Regions from separate parts of the Gossypium hirsutum genome. Here all the other regions are linked to region 3. The links are chromatin contacts, called in public Hi-C maps. All regions are on one chromosome and are shown on one strand. The core of a region is the stretch at or near the end of the contact, and the rest is flanking DNA. Distances in the headings are between cores, read along the strand shown. Region 1 holds the start of LOC107915098. Region 2 holds the start of LOC107916188 (two-component response regulator ARR2). Region 3 holds the start of LOC107916197 (major strawberry allergen Fra a 1.08).

The links. A called contact is a pair of places that touch in the nucleus more often than the background predicts.
Region 1: a Hi-C map of hypocotyl shows a contact between it and region 3, with 2.7 times the contacts expected there. The contact joins the promoter of LOC107915098 here to the promoter of LOC107916197 in region 3. A contact is called at or near these places in 2 of 34 Hi-C or Micro-C datasets (hypocotyl and leaf).
Region 2: a contact with region 3 is called in a Hi-C map of leaf, with 3 times the contacts expected there. The contact joins the promoter of LOC107916188 here to the promoter of LOC107916197 in region 3. A contact is called at or near these places in 2 of 34 Hi-C or Micro-C datasets (both in leaf).

What each region holds. Positions count from the first base shown.
Region 1 is chrD10:52,359,864-52,362,563 of Gossypium_hirsutum_v2.1, forward strand. It overlaps LOC107915098, which reads right to left and starts at 1,392. Exons shown (of 7, transcript XM_016844229.2): 1 at 1,106-1,392; 2 at 878-941; 3 at 231-293; 4 at 109-156. The coding sequence starts at 928.
Region 2 is chrD10:51,669,560-51,672,259 of Gossypium_hirsutum_v2.1, forward strand. It overlaps LOC107916188 (two-component response regulator ARR2), which reads right to left and starts at 1,434. Exons shown (of 6, transcript XM_016845335.2): 1 at 922-1,434; 2 at 518-670; 3 at 62-442. The coding sequence starts at 1,096.
Region 3 is chrD10:52,057,363-52,060,062 of Gossypium_hirsutum_v2.1, forward strand. LOC107916197 (major strawberry allergen Fra a 1.08) reads left to right here and starts at 1,253. Exons shown (of 2, transcript XM_041103241.1): 1 at 1,253-1,503; 2 at 1,589-2,047. The coding sequence starts at 1,323. The coding sequence ends at 1,887.

The DNA.
Region 1 (2,700 bases), core at 142-2,641, 300 kb after region 3:
CCCCTTTTCTTTATGTCATGAATTTGTTAAGACAAGTTAATCAAGTATTGTCTTGTCTCTACACAAATATCTAATTTATTGGATTTATAAAAATGTCCCGAATATTACCTTGCATAATGCCCAATCTGCTGAATCAAAGAAAGCACGTTCATGGTCCTACATTCATTTAATATATTGTTTTGTTAGTTCATCACATACTTCAATTTGTTTTAATCTAAATATTTGTTTACCTTTGAGATTAAGGGTTTCTTCTTTGGCGCCAGTCCTCCATATTTTTTGGCCTTTGCTGTTTCCTGTATTTTATATTGTAATTTTAATTACAAATAATATATTTTCTAAAACTTATATTAAATACACATCGAATTTAAAAAATAAAATAGGCTACTGTTGTACGTACAACCCAACACTGCCGACATTTCAAAAAGAATGTCTAAGAAATACAAAGTATTATTTCACCACTATCCCATCACAAACGTATACAACTTGTCGTGCCATCGTGATAACCGTTGATTTAAGGGACCCTACATAGCTACTATCCTAAAGTTGTTCACATGGAATCACTTTTAACACCATAAATCACGCAAAAGAGGAAATAAAAATCTTCTGTCTCATTTTTGGAAATTAAATGCAATTAAAGAAATTGTTTTCAGAAATATGGTAACTAAAATCCCAATTTAGAGTTAAATAAATTAGGTTAGACTACACCCATTTGCATGTGAGCCCTCAAACGTGGACTTAATCAATCATTAAGTAAAGAAAGCTTTAGAAACAATTAACGGCGTAGATTGTTTTTCATTTTGTTTATTATTACTATATTAATATTAAGCTTATTAATTAAAATGTTTCATGGTAATTTGTATTGTACTGATGTTATTACCTCATTGGCTTGGGTGTCGAACTCTTCATCACCATGTTTGCAGTCTGCCATTGTTAAGTTTCTCCTGTTAAAACCATTCAAATATCATTGTTATTAACATAAAGATAATAAAAACCCAACAAAATCCTTAAAAGCAACACAAACGTGCTCATTTTGTATATATATATTGAAAAACAAGACAACTAGAAACTGCGGCGTCGGCAACGGAGGAGGGATCTTTAGCATTACCTTGGAGAAGAAGAAGAAAGAGATAATGCAAAAGATTAAAAATAAAATAAAAAGATAGAAAGAAAGAAAGAGGAGAAAGGAAAGGAGGGAAGCGTTGAGTGAGAATGTGAGATAAGAATATCAATAATAAGAGTATATTTATATATCTTACTCATACCAGAAATTCTCTCCTTTTAATTTTTTTAAGTAAAATTTTGTCTTTTATACTCTTAATGAAAACTTAATCCCATAAATACATATATCATTTAAGCGTAGTTGACATTCAAATTTTATTATCTTCCTTCTCCATATTTTATGATAATAAATTAATTCATATATATTTTTAAGTTGGGTAAAATAATAAAATTAAAATATTTTTTTTTTAACATTAATCTCATTATAAAATTTTATCATATCTTTTCTTCTTGATACAATGTCTAGAACTATGTATAATCTCTCCCTAATCTTTAAAGAAAGGGATTCATGTCCTTCTGTACAAACAACAATACCGACAAAAAAAATTGTCAAATACAAAGCACCGAATCAAAAGAAGAAAGGTATGTTTGGATTCTTCATTAATTGAAAAAATATGTATTTAATATTTTCCTTGTTTAATTCATAATCTAGGTAATTATAAAAGTGATATGGTTTGTATATACTGCTAATATATCAATATCTAATGGCCCATACGAAACTCTCACTTGTACCGACACCTTCTTCTTTCTTTACACGTGTGAGATTGGGTGAAATAATGAAATTGAAAAACTAATGATTCTCTTTTTCTAATTTGAAACTCATCCCTTTACTTTATGATAATTGAAAAGTTAGTTTTTTCACTTTAATTTATCAAAATTTAATCCTTATTTTTTTATGAAGAATAATAAATTAGTTCAATTAAGTAACACAGGCACATCTTCTGACTAACTCATTGACCTTGAAATTAGCACTTGAACACTTGATTTACAATGGAAATCAATAGTTCAAGAATTTATATTCTACAAATTAGTAAAAATCAACCATTTAAATTCATGTGTTTTATCAACAATTGAATTATAGAGGACTAACTTTCTCATTTTCATAATGTAAAGAGATGAAAGTTAAAATTAGATTGATATTTTTAATTTTATAAATTAACCTTTATGGAAATGATACCTTATTGATTGCATAAAATAATAATTTAAAGAAATAAAATATTAATTTAGTTTAATTTTTTTAATTGTACTATTTTTATATTTAGTCTTAATATAAAATTTGGTATCTAAACTTGACACTTTTTTTTTTAATTTGGTACTTGAAGTTTTTTTTTTTTGAATTTGATACTTGAACATGACACTTTTTTTCTTGATTTGGCACCTAAACTTTTTTTTGGTCAAAATTGGTACTTGAACTTGACACTTTTTCCTAATTTTGTACCTAAGTTTTTTTCCTCCAATTTGATACATAAACTTATCAAATGTTAAATACAAATTACACCCAAACACTAATGGTGTTAGTTTTTCTATAAGGAGACACGAATAGCTAATGTATGACCGACATGTGGAAATGATGTGGAATTTAATAGCAAGAATGATTATATTTATTTGAAGTTTTTCCTGTTTCGCTAAATAAAATGCTCA
Region 2 (2,700 bases), core at 184-2,683, 390 kb before region 3:
AATAAAAAAAGATGTAATTTTTCAGCAAGCAAAATGAAAGAAATGGGTAAAAGATTCGTACTATCAATGCCTAGTTGATTAACCGCTGCAACAAATTGTTGATGGAGCTCGACAGACCACACAACCCTCGGCTTTTTCAGCGTAGAAGTATCATCCCTCTCATCGGTTTCCTCTTCCTCATCTTTCCTCCTTTTTGAGCCTTTCCAGTTCCCTTCATTAGCCGAGGACGAGTAATCAGCATCGTCAGATTGTTTAGGCTGCCGGTCCCCTTCTTCTACACTTCCTGACTGCTCAAACTCCTTCCACTCATTCTTCCTCTTTCGAACCACATGCTGCCATATGTTCTTGAGTGCTTCGATACGAACTGGTTTGATTAGGTAGTCGCAGGCACCGTGGGTAACGCCCTTCATAACAACCTGTTTCCCATCATCTGCTGACATCACTGCAGGGAATACAAAGTGGGATTAGGCCAAAAACATAATAAGGGTAATTAAATCCATGTGGAAACATTGCTTACTGATAACAGGGAGGTCCATTTCCAAACCAATATGCTCAAGAAGTTTGAATCCATCCATGTCCGGCATGTGCACATCACTAAGAACAATATCGTACCCATTTTTGTTCTCTCGGAGTTTGGACAATGCCGTCTCCGCTCGATTGCATTTGGTAACTGAGCAAAGCAAAAATCCAAAAAACAAATCAAGCCTTTAAAGCTAATGACATACTTGTTATGGAAAATAAGCTAATCTCAAACCCAAAGTTGTAAACCCTTACTGTTCACAAATATAAGAAAACAGAGATCATTTTCCCTTTTGTTTTTCCCACTTTGGACCCACAAAACAAAATCAACATGAGCAAAGAAAGAAAACCTCAATAATAAAACAAAGAATCAGAAGAAAGAAACATGAGTTTTGATAATACCTTTATAAAGGCAGGCTATTAGCATCTTCTCCAAGATCATTAAACAAGTTGGATCGTCATCAACAACAAGAACTCTTAAACCAGCAGGAAACTGATCACTAATTGTATCTCCTGCTTTCCAAGTGGAAGTTGAACTGCTAATTGACATGGATCCTTTTACACTACTTACATTCATGTCTTACAAAACTGACCCAGAACCAAGAAGATATATATATATATATATAGAGAGAGAGAGAGAGAGAGAGAGAGAGAGAGAGAGAGAGAGAGAGAGAGAGAGAGAGACAATCTTTTTTGCATAAAGATGCTGCCTTTCACATCTTAAACTTTAACTAAACATAAAAAAGATTGATACCCAGGTTGAAAAATTGAAAGAGGTTGAAGTTAAGGATGAAGGAGAGAGGGAGTTTTGGATTATTAGAAGAGAAAATTTATATAAAGCATTTGTGAGATTGAAGTTGAAGACATCTCTGCTTGTCTCACCCAGAAGCTCAATTTCTCTGTTTTGTGGATTATTTTATGTTTTGTTTAATAAAGTGGGTCAGTGATATAGGCATGGATCCAGCTAACTCCACATATCCAAATCTACTCAAACAAATTTACTTTTTACACTTCACTCCTTTAATTTTTACTTTATATAAGATTAACTAAAACCAAAATCCTCACCAACCATCTTTTTTATCTTTCCATTTTTTTTTAACTATTAGAGTAGAGATGGTTGTTTGAACCAATTTTATATTAAAATTCTCAAATCAATTTAATTTAAGTATTTATTATATGATTATAATTAACTAATACCAATAACCAACATCTTAATTTCAACTGAAATATACTTGTAATTTTATTAAAAGAGTTAAATCAATTTGTTTTTATTTCTTTGGAAAATTATCATTCCAACAAACACTATCAATTCTCTCTAAATGTAAATCTGCTGAAAATTTTTATATTTTCTTTTTTCACTACTTTTTTTCTTTACAAAACTATCATTCCAACGAACAGTATCAATTCTCTCTAAATGTCGTATGGTTAAAAATAAGGTGAATTTTTTTAATTTCATTTTAGAAATTTTCTTATTTATTTAATTTTAAAATAATCTATAGATATACGACAAAATTCCAACAAAAATTTCAACCATCGATTTATCAAATACTAATACTTTTATTTACGCGTGATTTAAAGGATTTACATTTTATGAGATTTCTCAAACTATTTAAGAAGAACAAAAGTATTAGTGTCAAATTTAATATACTAGTTTGAGAGATCTGATCTAATCACTAAAGCCCAATAATATAGCTTTGTATTCGTATTTATTATGAGTAGATATTTTCCCTTTTAGCTGAGCATAAGTTTTTTTTTATTATATAACAATAAATCTCCTAATTTATTTTGCGTTTGAGTTTATTTCTGATCCGATTAAAAGTGATATTCAGGTAAAGCCTTTCAACAAGATCAGCTTTAGAATTTAAAATTAGGTCCAAATAATTACTTTATTATTATGCCAAAAGTGAAAAAAGCCTTGAAGTTTCATTTTTTCCCCTTGCCGCCACCGCCGGCTGCTGGTTGTTCACCGACCACTGACACAAAACCCATTATTTCAAAACCTAGGGTTGATTTTCCACAAAAACACATACCAAAGAATCTCTCCCTTAATAAAAACAAACTTTGAGTTGCTTAAGCATGTTTGTTAAATGAGTAAATTTGTTGTTGTTGTTGTTAGTACCTTTATAACTTGGACATATCAATCCAAAAGAATAAAACTGGGTTATACATCTGATTCAACAT
Region 3 (2,700 bases), core at 3-2,502:
GTATATTTAAAACTAACATATCCAAGAATTGAACACTTGTTTAATAAATTTATAAACAAGTTCTTTACCACTACACTTATAATCATTATTGAATAAATTTTAAAAAATATTTCTTCACATAAAATGTTTTCTCCCACCCACATTGTGTCCACTACACCTATAATCATTATTGAATAAATTTTAAAAAATATTTCTTCACATAAAATGTTTTCTCCCACCCACATTGTGTCCACTACGCCTATAATCATTATTGAATAAATTTTAAAAAATATTTCTTCACATAAAATGTTTTCTCCCACTCACATTGTGTATCTATACGATTATTTAAACCCCCAATTGAGTTGATGTCACGGGTTAATCCAGCAGCTACTCAGTTAGAAAAAAACTATATACCTTTTCTATTAAATGATTATCAACATGTTTTGTTATGGAAAAAGACTATATACTTTTAGATAATATTTAAATAAAAAATCTAAAATTAACATATACAAAGATGGAATACATGGTTAATGGATTTATAAATTTATTTAAATTATTTTTTTTGTTTGAACTTTGTACATATTACATATATGTTGTTGTAATTATTAATTTTAAACCATATATTTTTATTTATTGTATATTATTTTTAAACACATATATATGTTCTAGATATATAATTTTCGCACATATACGTGTAATAAAATTTCTAGCATGAATCAAAAGCACAAAATAAACTCAAGAAAATGCTTGCTATATATAAAAAAACGCTTGATGCATAATAGGAGCAAAATAATATTAAAAATTATAATATAATATGAAAAATAATTTAGAGGTTCATCTACAGTATTCTATTATTTCATGGGATTAGTCCATATTATTTAAGGGGTAGGACGAATCATATATTTGTGTTTATATTTTTTCATATTATTTAAGGTGTAGGACCAATCATATATTTGGGTTTATATTTTTTACATAGATAAATTTCATTAAGAGAAAATATTTGTGTTCATGTGCTCCGCCTTAATAACTTCGCAGGTTCGTATAATATTAGCCAAATAAAGTATAAGGTACACGTTGGGCAATTTTTTTTAAAAAAAAAAGGAAAGTAAGTGCTGGGGCAGGGAGGTGGGGCTGCAGAAGATTTTTATCCATTTTGACTAGTACCAATTCAATGAAAATTAATAACAATTTTGAATATAAATCCAATTAAAAAATGAGAATAATGAATTTCTTACGCTTCAAGTTCAGTCTATAAATAGCATCTTAGATCTCTATCATCCCACACCTCAAATACTCGATCATCCATTTCTTCTTTTCTTTGAACTTAAAGTAATATTAGAATCATGGGTGTTTTCACTTATGACTATGAATCTACCTCTCCAGTCGCCCCTGTCAGGCTTTTCAAGGCCTTTACTATTGAAGCCGCCAAGGTTTGGCCCACAGCTGCCCCTAATACCGTCAAGAGTGTTGAGGTTGAAGCTAATCCTAGCTCAGGAAGCATCGTAAAGATCAATTTTGTTGAAGGTTAGATATTTCATTTTCATTGGCATTGGCATTTTTTAGCGTGTTTTACATGAGTATATTGGATAACAAGTATTTGTTTGTTTAGGCCTTCCATTCCAATATATGAAGCACCAGATAGGAGGACATGACGAAAATAATTTTTCATATAGCTACAGTTTAATCGAAGGTGGGCCCTTGGGGGACAAGCTTGAAAAAATCAGTTATGAAAACAAGTTTGAGGCAGCTGCAAGTGGAGGAAGCATTTGCAAGAGCTCGATGAAATTTTACACTGTTGGCGACAATGTAATCACTGAAGATGAAATCAAGGCTCTCATTAAAGGGAGTGAGGGAGTTTACAAGCCTGTTGAAGCTTACCTCTTGGCTAATCCCGAAGCCTGCAACTAAGATATAGATTGCTTTGAATTCTCATGCTGCTTTTAAAGAGTGGCCATTACTTTCAATGGTGTTTTTTATATTTTCTTTTTCCACTTAAAACCTAAACTTTCTTATGATTATTTTAATAAGAGCGGTGGTGGTGATCGAGCTTTGATCATCTTTATTTTCATTACTATCAAATAATTTGGGTTGTATCATCTTTGACATATACTGAAATAAAATAAACACCAATTCACAAACAAAAAAGGTTTTACCTAGTATATTGATGAGTTAAAATTTATAAGACTTATGCACGTATTGATGAAATAGTAAAGTGATAAATAGATATTATTCCTACAAGGATCCAATTTTAAATTACTTAGTAGTAACTATTTAAGTTTTATTCATTTCAAATCAATAAAATAAAATTTAATTATTATTAAAATTAAACTAAGTTGATTAAGAAGCCTTTATTAAACTAAAACAAGGAAAATTTATATATGGTAAATCCTATATGGAAGAATTAAATGTTCATTCACCTCCTTATATTCTATATTCTAAAAACAATTTTGTGTTTAGACAATTGAGTTACTCATTTTACATGGGCATTATTGTCAATATAGGAGGATGTGAGTTCGAATGTGCTGAAGCGCATTATCCTCTTATTAATGAGTTAGAGAGGGATTATAAATAATTTTAAATATTGTTTTTAAAAGAGCATATATAATTAAAACATATAACGAGATTGTAAAAAAGGAAAAAAAAAACCTTGTGCGTTTCTTGCTTACCACGATGGGAATAGACAAACTAACTAGTTTGGTTGCCTTAGAGATTGATCTTAAT